2 separate regions of the Zea mays genome follow, and region 1 is linked to region 2. Evidence: chromatin contacts called from public Hi-C data. All regions are on one chromosome and are shown on one strand. Each heading gives the region's core, a stretch centred on a gene start, on an enhancer-like site or on the middle of the called end of the contact. The rest is flanking DNA. Distances are from core to core; before and after follow the strand shown. Region 1 has its middle 6.8 kb from the start of LOC100272605. Region 2 holds the start of LOC103654826 (40S ribosomal protein S8-like).

Region 1 (6,042 bases), core at 449-2,948, 190 kb before region 2:
GGAGACGGTCAACCCATTTTTTAAAGTTGTTCAGTTAGATGGGATGCCCAACCAGTGGGGATATTCCCCCGAGATCTTGGATGGGATGTCCATGCAAATCTGGTGGACAGAGTAGTCCATGGCCTTGTTGAATACTTATTGCGCGACTGGTTGTGGTCACCTAATGTGCCTTTTCTTTTTGCTCCAATTGTTCCCAATCTCATCCCTCATTAACCTGTTTCTGACTGGGATGCGCACAGCAATTGGGAACCAGCAGGCCCTCTGTCCAGACGCTGGTGCTTTGTGCTCCGTTGTTGTGCTGCTGCTCCACTGGCGTTTACTAGTTCTAGTGCCTTTTCACTGATTTGTCCGCACAGGGATCCTGGTGCTAGTGCTTGGCTGATTGCTGCTGCCCCTGTGTTCTCCCTCAATTCGTACTGCTCATGCAATTCCTGGAGGCCCTAGGAATTGGTTCTGCAGTTGTACCTGTAGGCTGTAGCTGCCAATTTAGTTCGATTTTGAATTTGGCAGGTAGTTGTTGTGCTTGTTTCTAGATGCAAGAGTGCTTATTGTTTGTGGTGTTTGTTATTGGAAATTTTGGTTGGTGGTAGTTATTTGTCCGGAAAGGTTAATGCAATGCTGTGGCTTGTCTTGCTTTTAGTCAATGGTAGTAAGTTGAGTAAAATGTTCATGTGTATGTGCAGCTTGTGGTCGGCAGTGTGAAATTTTGACCTCTAATTATTTGTTAGTAATGTAATTTTCTCAGCAGGAATCCAATTCATGATGATGAGCTACATTATTCAAGTTTAGCAACTATTGATTGTGTTTCCCATCATGCCTTGGATGTGTCAAAACTTGAACACACCAATTTGAAGATTATCATACCCTGCTTATCTATCCACATACAACCAACCAAACAAAAATCTGCTGGATCATCCCATTTGAAAACTTGCAACCAACCAAACAAGAATTTGGCTCATGCAATCCGTCCAACCTAATGAGCTAATACATGTAGGAGCATCATTCTATGATTCTATCCTAAATCCATGGATGGCCCTATCCCATCCAACCTTGCCTCTCCAACCCATACGGCCATACAAACTTGTGACCATTCATTGTAATTCTCATTTCATTGTCATAAGTGCGCCTCGTTTGACACTGTTGTTTCTCTCGTCATCATTGGCTTTGTGTCGGACACGTTCATGATAATTTATCTGCAGCAACGGTCAAATTTATGAAGCTACAAGGTGCAAGTTATGAGCTGCTGTAACTAAAAGGATCTCTGGTTTCTTTTGAGCAGCTGTCTGTTGTGTCAAGTTATGTGCTACTTGTAACACTAAAGTACCATTTTACCTTATGACATGCAGTGCTTGGTTGTTCTGTCGTAGTTAAAGACCGTGTTGCAATAAGTGCTAGTTCTGTATGTTTCCTGGGTTTATGTTATCAAATGGTTGCCTGGTTTGCCCACTAATGTCATGTTGCTATAAGTATTCCTAGCTGTTGAGAAATGCGTGCGCGCGTGCCGATCGTTGTATCATTGGGTGCAACATCATAGGTCATTGTAGCCAAGGGCTATGAAGAGGGGAGTTTCAGATAGTCCAAAAACACCAGGGTACATAGCAAATACGAAGGTTCTTAGGAAGGAACAGAAGTGCGCAGGCCATTTCGCGCACCATGAAGCACCCGCGATGAGCAGACGACAACCTTGGAACAAAACGAACCTAGAGTTCGAAGGCGGACCACACTGCGGATGATGTAGCTTATGGACGTCCACACTGAGGTCTGAGGATGAACGAAATAGTTATGGCTCAATGCGCTTGGAGTACGTGGGGGCTAGATGATCTTATCATCGATCGAGAGACAAAAGTTGTCTGGGCGTGCATTGTAACTGAATTAGCATACTATTATTATTTCTCTCCTAATCTGTTAGGCTAAGTACTATAGAATAGCTATCCTACACCCCCATCCCACTCTCCAAATTCAAACTACATTTTATATAAAAGACCTAGCTAAGGACGTGTTTGAATACAAATGACCAAACTTTAGCCACTAAAGTTTAATCTATTTACATCCAAACAGGACAACTAATAAACGGCCTAACTTTAGTTAACCCTTGGGCTAATTAGAGCATCTCCAAGAGAGGCTCTAAATGTGGCCCTATTTAAATATAGGGCTCATAACCATTAAACACTCTTCCAACAGCGGCTCTATTTTATAAAATTTTATCAAACGATTATAGGGTCCGGCCTCTCAGATCCTAAATACAGTACACCATATACTAGAGCTCTATCCTCGTTTCCTCTTAATCTCCAACCATTTAGTTCCTAATAATATGATTTATTTCCTAAATAACATTATTTAAGGCCTAAATGTTGGAGTAAAAATTTCTTTTGAGACCTATTGAGCACCATTTGTGCACCTGGAGAGGCCGGATGGTCCGCGTCGCGGACGATCCGCGGGTGAGCCCGGACGGTCCGTGATAAAATTAGATCAGGCGAGATAACCCCTCTTTCTATGCGTACTTATCCATCCAATGATGCAGATTCTATTGAGGGACGTCTAGGAATGGGTCCAGACCTCCCCTGTATATATGAAGGGGTACAACCGATTACGCACATCAACAATCGAACCAATCAATCTTTATTTTATTTCCTTTACTTTCTTGCCCTAGGAGTAGCAGTAATTTAGACCTAGCTTAGCTTTCCCCCAACCTCAAATCTTCGTCCCTCTTCGACTCTACGTCGTCTAGGGATGCCCTAGGTGGCCTGCCGATTCCGAAGCACCCCCTAGAACTCTTCTCCCCGACGGGTTCCCTCCTGGGATGTGAGATCTAGGGTTCTACACACCCTCTGCGTACACGTGGACTGTCCGGCCCCAGAGCGCGGTCCGCCCAGCTGTGTGGAGAGAAGACCCGCTCCTGCCGCAAGGTCGCGGACCGTCCGACCCTAGCTATGGACCGTCCGCACTGCCGCAGAGAGCACCGCTAGGCGGTACAACCCCTAGTGTTTGACCCTAAATAGGGGCCAACACACTTTTCTGCGACTCCGCTGGGGACAGTTTGGTGTGTCCTATCGAAGATCGGCCACATATGGTCGGTTCAAAGGATCACACCGACGTTTCTCTCAGCAACATCATGAAGCCGACTCTTGAGAGTCTGTCGGCTGAGGATCAACAGCGCTTCGAGGAATACGTAAGGCGAAAGAAGGAAGAGACGCTGCGACGAAAGGCACAAGTGAAAGGAATCGAGACGTCTAAGAGAGGGGGGGGGGGTGAATTAGGACTTCTAAAAACTTTCTCTAATCTAGGCCACAAATTAAACCATAGAGCAAAACGTATGCAAATAACATAACTAGAATGTGCAAACTAGGTTTTGTCTAAGTGTTGCTATCTCTACCGTAAAAGGAGTTTTGCAACCTAAGTTCCAATCCTAACAAATCTAAACTAGGAACAGAGAGAATGGAACTTAAATATTTGAATGTAAATGGGAAATCTAAAGAGCAAAGGTAGAGATGCAAACTCCTGTGGACGCCGCCGAATTTTTATCGAGGTATCCGGAACCACGCAAGGTCCCGACTAATCCTCGTTGGTGCCCCTACGCAAAGGGTAGCCCACGCGAGGGCCAAGAACCATGGACGAGTAACTCCATAGAGAGCCGCGAGCCTTCTCCATATGCAAGTGGTGCTCCGCTTCCGGCTCCTCTCGGACGCTCCCCGCTGTCTTCACTATCAAGCTTCCAGCCGAAATGCCGCGAGCCTCGTTTCCTCCGGTACACGGTGGCAGCCGCATCACAAACGCGGTTAATACGGTCTCGCAAGACTTTTGCCCCACTCGGTACAATATTACAACGGCTTGCGCAAGAGCCGAGGGGTTTGTGGGTTGTCTAACCTCACTCACACAACTAGGAACAAACCTAGAGCAAGCGCTAATGCGGTTTAACTAACCTAAGCACTTTGCAAAGTACCTACGCTAATGACCGAGTGATTCTATTGAGAACTTGGGTGTTGGAGCACTTGGAAATGTGTATGGACTTCCTTGATATGTTGCTTGGGCTCCCACAACTCCATATGGCCGGCTAGAGGATTTATATAGAGCTCCCACTCAAAACTAGTTGTTGGTGTAAAGCTGTAGGCTTCTGTCTGTGAGCGCACCGGACCGTCCGGTCTGAGCCTCCACGTCATCTAGCCATTGGACCCGCCTGGCACTATAGACGGTCCGTTGGCGCACTCACCCGGTCCGGTGCTAGAGAGCCGTTGGAAGTAGCCATTGTCGACCATTGAACTCGGTCCATTGCACATCGGACCAGTCCGGTGCTTCAGCTGGCCGAGAGCTGGCTTTTCTGTGCTCTCTACAGACTCGTTCCGGTGATCCGGCTGACAGCCCAACCTTTGTATTCTTTAGGCTTCTATTCTTGGGCTTTTTTGGTCTTGTGTCTTGGACTTGTGCTTGATATTTGTTGAGGGCTGCAGTTGCATGAAGCTTTGGGAACACATTTGAATTTCAGTTCCGCTTATCACCCGCAGACAAACGGTTAGACTGAAAGAACTAATCAGATTCTAGAAGATATGTTGAGGGCATGTGCACTACAAGACAAATCCGGATAGGATAAGAGGCTACCTTATGCACAATTCTCCTACAACAACAATTATTAGGCCAACTTGAAGATGTCACCATTTCAGGCACTTTATGGAAGGAGTTGCAGAACTCCATTGCATTGGGATCAACCTAGAGAGATACAAGTGTTTGGGCTAGACATTTTGTTCGAGGCAAAAGAGAACATCAAAATGGTTTGTGAGAATCTAAAAATAGCGCAGTCAAGGCAACGAAGCTATGCCAACACCAGAAGAAGAGAGTTGAGTTTTGAAGTGGGAGATTATGTGTACTTAAAGGTGTCACCCATCAGAGGAGTCAGAATGTTCAGAGTCAAGAGCAAACTAGCACCCCGATATGTCGAACCATATCAGATTCAGGCAAAGCATGGAGAAGTGGCCTACCAGCTTAGCTTTCCAGAAAGTCTGTCAGCAGTGCACGATGTTCCACGTGTCTCAGTTGAAGAAGTGTCTGAGAGTGCTAGAGGAGCAGTTGCCGGTGGAGGATCTAGAAGTCTAAGAGGATCTGACATACATAGAGAAGCCAACACAGATTCTAGAGACTGCAGACAGAGTCACTCGGAGGAATACCTTCAGAATGTGTAAAGTCAGATGAGGTCACACTCTGAGGAAGAAGCAACCTGGGAGCGAGAAGATGAACTAAAATCCAAGTACCCTGAGCTCTTTGCTGGCCAACCTTGAATCTCGGGGCAAGATTCTTTTAAGGGGGATAGGTTTGTAACACCCTGAATTTGGGGTATAAAATTTCTTTTCTGATATCTACCAAATTCAGGAGTTACCCTCTCCTTCCTTTTCCTTTCCTATCTTTCTTCTAAATAATGGAGAAGTATTTTGCTTTATATTGTAAGTGTTAAGTGTAATAAAATAAAATCCCAAGGGAATAATGGTTGTTGCATCATGCTGGAGCACATGTGTATTTTTGTTTGATGAGTGACTTAGTTGAGCATTCATTTAATCGATAGTTTGTGCCTGAATTTGAGCTTACATAGTAGGAATATATGCAAATGAAAAAGGAAAGATGAAAGAAAATAAAAAAAGGGAAAAGGGGCTCAGCTCCCCCAGCCGGTCCGTCCTTCCCCTTCCCGTGGCCCACCCCGCGTGCGCCCCGTGGCCCATCGGCGCTCCGGCCTTTTCTCCCCCGTGCGGCCCACGCCATGGCGCGCTCCCGCCCGACCTGCTCTCCATCTCGGCCCAGGCCTGCAGCCCCGCGCGTAGCCTAGCTCCCTCGGCCCACCGTGCGCCCTAGCCCACCGCTCGCCGACCTAGGCCGTCCGTGTGGCCCAACCTGCTGCTGCCCCCGCCCCGCGGCCGTGCCGCCAACCACTATTTCGGGCCCACACGTCAGCGCCCTTCCCCACTGTAGATCTTCCACAATGCAACTACCCATTCACCCCCTTCGGCACCCACGACACACGCACCAAACGCCTAAAGGCTTGGAACCGCCTCCGCCTCTCTC
Region 2 (5,398 bases), core at 451-2,950:
CATGCCTAAGCTCCGGCTGCCCGCACCAGGGTTCACAATTTTGTTTGCATAGATACGAAATTGAATTTCGTATTTTTATATTTTAAATCGAAATCTACTAAAATTTGGAACGAAATTCGATTTTCGGTGATTAACAAAAACGGAATAATTCATCGAAACATGTTGATTTCGATTTGAGAAAGTGAACACTGGACCGCACGCACAGGCCCCTGTGGCCACCGCAACGATGGTGGCGAGCTCAAGTAGCTCTGTGCTGAGGTTTGTCGGCGCACATCACATGTCCCCGGCGAGCTCCGACGTCAATCTATGCATGTCGGCGACGGCTGTAGCGGATCCATGGAGAAGAGGAAAGGTTTATTGCAAATGGCTGGTCTTGGTGTGAGGCGCATGCGGCTGGCGCGACCATCGATCAGTGACAGAAATAGGAAAAACGATTCGTTTGGCATGTAACCAATGGAAAAAGTGAGTAATTTCATCCTAACTTCATGAGTGAATTTAAAATATCGATTCATGAAGCACCCTTTTGGCTGCTTCATAGATTTAGGCCCTGTTTGGGAGGGTCATTTCAAGAATTGCAGATTCGGTTTTCTAGCTTCGCCATGAAACGGTTTCAACAGATTAGTAAGACAGGATTCAAGAGTGTTTGGTTTGCACATAGACTCCAGCTTCTGTAATATAGTTAATTTGTGCGAGTTTCCTTAATTACCTTTGATGATTAATGGATGGAGAAAGAGACATGAATTGATAGGTCATGTAACAAATGAATGTATGGTGGGTAATTTTTGTGCAACTTCATGAGGAGGTATGAAAACAATGTTTTTGAAGCACCCTTCGAGGAGCTTCAAAAATTTCATGAAACTGGTCTCTAGTTTCAGTTTTTTTGGAACTAGAGCTCGTGGAGCTGGACCCGTTTGGATAGAACAAGCTGAAATAGACCTGAAATTTTTGAAATGAAGCTCTTCCAAACAGACCCTTGGTGAACTTAGGGTCCATTTCACCTTTTTTTGGTGAAACTGAGTTGGTGAAGCTAAGAGTGTTTGACTAGAGTTTTCGGCCCTGTTTGGGAGAGCTTTACTTTAAGAATTTTAAGTCTATTTCAGCTTCTATCCAAACACGTCTAGCTCCACGAGCTATAGCTTAAAAATTGAAACTAGAGGGCAGTTTTATGAAAATTTTCAAACTCCTTAAAGGGTGCTTCAAAAACACTATTTTTATACCTCCTCATGAAGTTGTACCAAAATCACCCACCATGCCACTGGTTAAATGACCTACCGATTCATGTCTTTTTCTCCACCCGTTAATCATCAAGGTTTATTAAAGAAACTCACATAAATTAACTGTATTACAGAAGCTGAAGTCTATATACAATCCAAACATTCTTGAACACCGGCTTACCAATCTGTTGAAGTTGTTTCGTGATGAAACTGAAAAACCAAAACTATAATTTTTGAAATAGAGCCCTTCCAAACAAGACCTTATAGAGCTAAGCTAGATTTTATGAAGTGAAGTAGTCCCAAACATCCCCTAAAACAAACAGATTGGTAAGTGGCATGGTCGATCGGTTCAACGTGTTTAGACCTTTTCGCTATTTTGAATTGGGCTGGACCTACGGCAGGGACTAGCTAGTCGTTTCGTGATATGGTTTCGTGATATGGAGTCGATAGTGTGCGCCCAGGCCCAGTTTGCTCGATTCAATTTGCCATGGGTATTTATTTGGTGGGCACTAGGCCTCACTCAGCCCACCGGCGCCTATCCCCAACCCTAGGTCAGCCCATATATATAAACCCGATATATAGGGTCTCACTTGTGTACCCCAACGAGAAGAGCGGCGGCGCGGGCGGACAAGGAGCAGGCGGAGGAGGAGCTGTGCCAAGCCACAATGGGTAAGATTCCATCCACCTGCTTCTCGTTTTGCCTGTACTGACATAGCTGCCGCGGTGGTTCTCCGATTTGATCAACGCTGCCGCAGTCGTTTCCGGTTTGATCGACGCTGCCGCGATGGTTCTTCGGTTTGGCTGATGAGATGCTAATGGGTGCCTCTGCGGATGGTTTGGATGTGTTCGTGCAGGTATCTCGCGTGACTCGATGCACAAGCGCCGGGCCACCGGTGGAAAGCAGAAGGCCTGGAGGAAGAAGCGAAAGTAATGACCGTTTCTCTTCCCTATGTTATTGACGGCTGGATTCACTTAGCTCTGCTTTTGTTCTGTAATATGCTGCTGCTTGATTAGATCACCGGTCCTAACTTGTCAACTTTGCATGTCGATTCCCTGTGGATCTTGTAGTGGCTGCAGCGGTAATGCGGTATTAATTGGTCTGAGTTGTATCAAGGATTCAAATAATGTTTTTTTCTCTCTTGACATCATTAGTTGAATCCAGTGATTTATGCTTATCGCCCTTAATTGTGAGGTTACTGAGTATTGCCTAATAAAAAATTATTTGTGTCTGTTAAAATTGTTTACCATGACGCTTCCAATGAAATGCCTGAGCCTTGACAGTTCATAAGTAATTGTATCTGTTAATTCTATGTATTTTTCAATTTTCTTGAAGGCAATTAGCCAATTTCACTTGGTGAAGTTGGTGTTTCTCAGAATAGTCTTTTTTTTTATCACAACTAGTCCATTCTACGTGTTTGAGGCAGCACTAAAATTGTAGATCATTTGTGTGCAAGTTTCATCAAACTGAATTGGTGTCATCAGCTTGCTTAAAAGAGTTGTTTATCGATGTGGCTTTGTTGTGTCGCAGTACTATGCTAGGACTTACGTTCAGAGGTTTATTCTGCTTGTCATTTCTCTTGAAGGTATGAGCTTGGTCGCCAGCCAGCCAACACCAAGTTGTCAAGCAATAAGACAGTGAGGAGGGTCCGTGTTCGTGGAGGTAATGTGAAATGGAGGGCTCTTCGCCTTGATACTGGTAACTACTCATGGGGAAGTGAAGCTGTTACCCGCAAGACCCGTATCCTCGACGTGGTCTACAATGCATCAAACAATGAGCTTGTGAGGACACAAACCCTTGTGAAGAGTGCCATTGTGCAAGTTGATGCTGCCCCATTCAAGCAGTGGTACCTCACTCACTATGGAGTTGACATTGGTAGGAAGAAGAAAACCCCTGCTGCAAAGAAGGATAATGCTGAGGTATTCTTTCTTGGAACACAGCTTCTCACTATTTACCACTGAATGTTTTAGTAAGGTATTGGCTTCGTAGTTCATACATCATTTTTTGTAGCTGACAAATATAAGCTCGTTAGATAACTCTTCTTTTTAACCACGTGAATAGCTTGTTTCTGCACTAGCCTATTTTAGATTTCTATATGGAAAAATGTAGAAGTTGATAATTTTTATCAATATATTTTGTTTACTTGAAGTATTTCCAGAAAGCAGATGTCAATAGTTCATTACTTTTCATTTTCTTTACTCTAGTAGCTCATATGTTTCCTCTGGTGATTCATTTATTGTTTGATATAATATCCATCCAGGGACAAGAGGTTGAGGCAGCAGCTGAGGAAACGAAAAAGAGCAACCATGTCACGAGGAAGCTTGAGAAGCGCAAGGAGGGACGTACCCTTGACCCACACATTGAGGAGCAATTTGGCAGTGGACGGTTGCTGGCATGCATTTCTTCCCGCCCTGGACAGTGTGGCCGAGCTGATGGGTACGAAATAATGGACCTCCACCAGACTTTCTTAGTATTTTTAGAGCAGCATATCTGTGTGTACTACAAACTTTTGTTGCTTAAATCATAATGGTCGTTTTGATTTTAGATATCTTGTCATGCTATCCTTCTTGGCTTCAAGTTATCTCGTTTCACCACCTATAACGTTACCTGCAGCTCCTTAGTAGCCTTTTCTTTTTATATAACAGGTACATCCTTGAGGGTAAAGAGCTTGAGTTCTACATGAAGAAGCTACAGAGGAAGAAGGGCAAGAGCGCTGTAGCTTAGAGCATTCTCATGGATTGTCTTGCACCGAAATGTGTGTCCTGATGAGTACACTTTTTTTGGTTAATCGTCTCAAGTTCAGAGCGTTATGCCATGTTTTCAGACCTGATTAGTACACTGTTTTCTAAAAGCGATTGAGCTCTAGTCCAATGTATTGATAATATCTGCTGTTGTCCTATTGCGGTGATGTTGATTTGCCCTGTTCGCTAGCTGCAATAGTTCCTATTTGTTGATGAATTTGTTTGAAGCATAAACGCAGAACATGTCGTAAAGAAAACATTTTTCTGTAATATTAGCTTGTAAGATCGTCATGGCATCACTGCATATATAGGCCCTGTTTGGGAGAGCTTCACTTCAAGAATTTCAATTTCGTTCGAACCTCTTTAACCCAAACGGGTTCAGCTCCACGAGCTTTAGTTTTAAAAAAAATCGAAACTAGAGGCCTGTTTCATGAAATTCGTGAAGCTCCTTAGAAGGTGCTTCAAAAACACTGTTTTTATATCTCCTCATGAAGTTATACGAAAATTACCCACCATGCCACTGGTTACGCAACATGCAACTTCCGTTCTCTCTGGCGATAACCCACTAATCATCAAGGGTAATCAAGGAAACCCACACAAATCAATGGTACTATAGAAGTTGAAGTCCATATGCAAACCAAACGCTCCTGGAACTCACCTTAACAATTTCCTAGAGCTGTTTTACGGTGAAACTGGAAACCAAAGCTGAAGTTTTTGAAGCAAAGCTCTCCCAAACAGGCCCATAGTTTTCCCTCTTTAGGTGTCGCCCATTTTGTTTAATATGTGCATTGCGTAGGCTGCTGATTCAACTGAATGAAGCCATCCATGGTGTGACATGGAAATATCCATAACATGATTTGGGACAAGGCATTCCATCCATGGTGTGACATGGAAATATCCATAACATGATTTGGTACAAGGCATTTAGCGATATACGCTATCATTAGTTTTAACATTTACTAAAGAATCATAGTTGTTTTCAATTGAAGTTTAAACTTGCAGACTGTATCGTTCTAGTTGTAAGAACTATTGTGGATTCTTTAACTGGGTACATTTCCGATATTAATGATTATGTTTAGTTGCCTTAACGAAAGTGTGGGTCATAACCGTTGATGCTGCCATAGATGCTGCGATAGTCAGAACTTTTGGTCTTCAGGAAACAAAAGCAAACACTAGCGATGGCCAGAGGGAAGATTTACGAATAGCAAAGGTATTTGTAAGGAGCTATTAGAGTTCGGTATGTTTTTGGAAGAGCCAGTTAACCTAAAAACTCTTCGAACAGTTCTTTAAATTAACTTCTTAAATTTAGCAATCTTATTTATCTAACCTCATTTTCTCTCTACATTTGACAACCATTTAGTAACTAGCTAAACAAAAATGTTGATTGCATTATATAGATACTGAAGGTGATCGTTGACATTTGTGAGCTATTTTTGTTGATAGAT

The links. A called contact is a pair of places that touch in the nucleus more often than the background predicts.
Region 1: a contact with region 2 is called in a Hi-C map of tassel, with 4 times the contacts expected there. The contact joins the enhancer-like site here to the promoter of LOC103654826 in region 2. A contact is called at or near these places in 2 of 25 Hi-C or Micro-C datasets (ear and tassel).

The regions. Positions count from the first base shown.
Region 1 is chr4:241,078,922-241,084,963 of Zm-B73-REFERENCE-NAM-5.0, reverse strand. It overlaps a transcript of LOC100272605 not described here. Among protein-coding and RNA genes, the nearest start is that of LOC100272605, 6.8 kb to the left of the region's middle. Within about 2 kb of position 1,698, at least 14 of the 20 cell types and tissues checked have an H3K27ac peak or open chromatin away from gene starts, as enhancers often do. A contact at or near this core is called in ear and tassel, where this site is marked.
Region 2 is chr4:240,886,427-240,891,824 of Zm-B73-REFERENCE-NAM-5.0, reverse strand. LOC103654826 (40S ribosomal protein S8-like) reads left to right here and starts at 1,700. Exons shown (of 5, transcript XM_008681651.2): 1 at 1,700-1,883; 2 at 2,069-2,141; 3 at 2,798-3,131; 4 at 3,473-3,648; 5 at 3,858-4,170. The coding sequence starts at 1,880. The coding sequence ends at 3,936.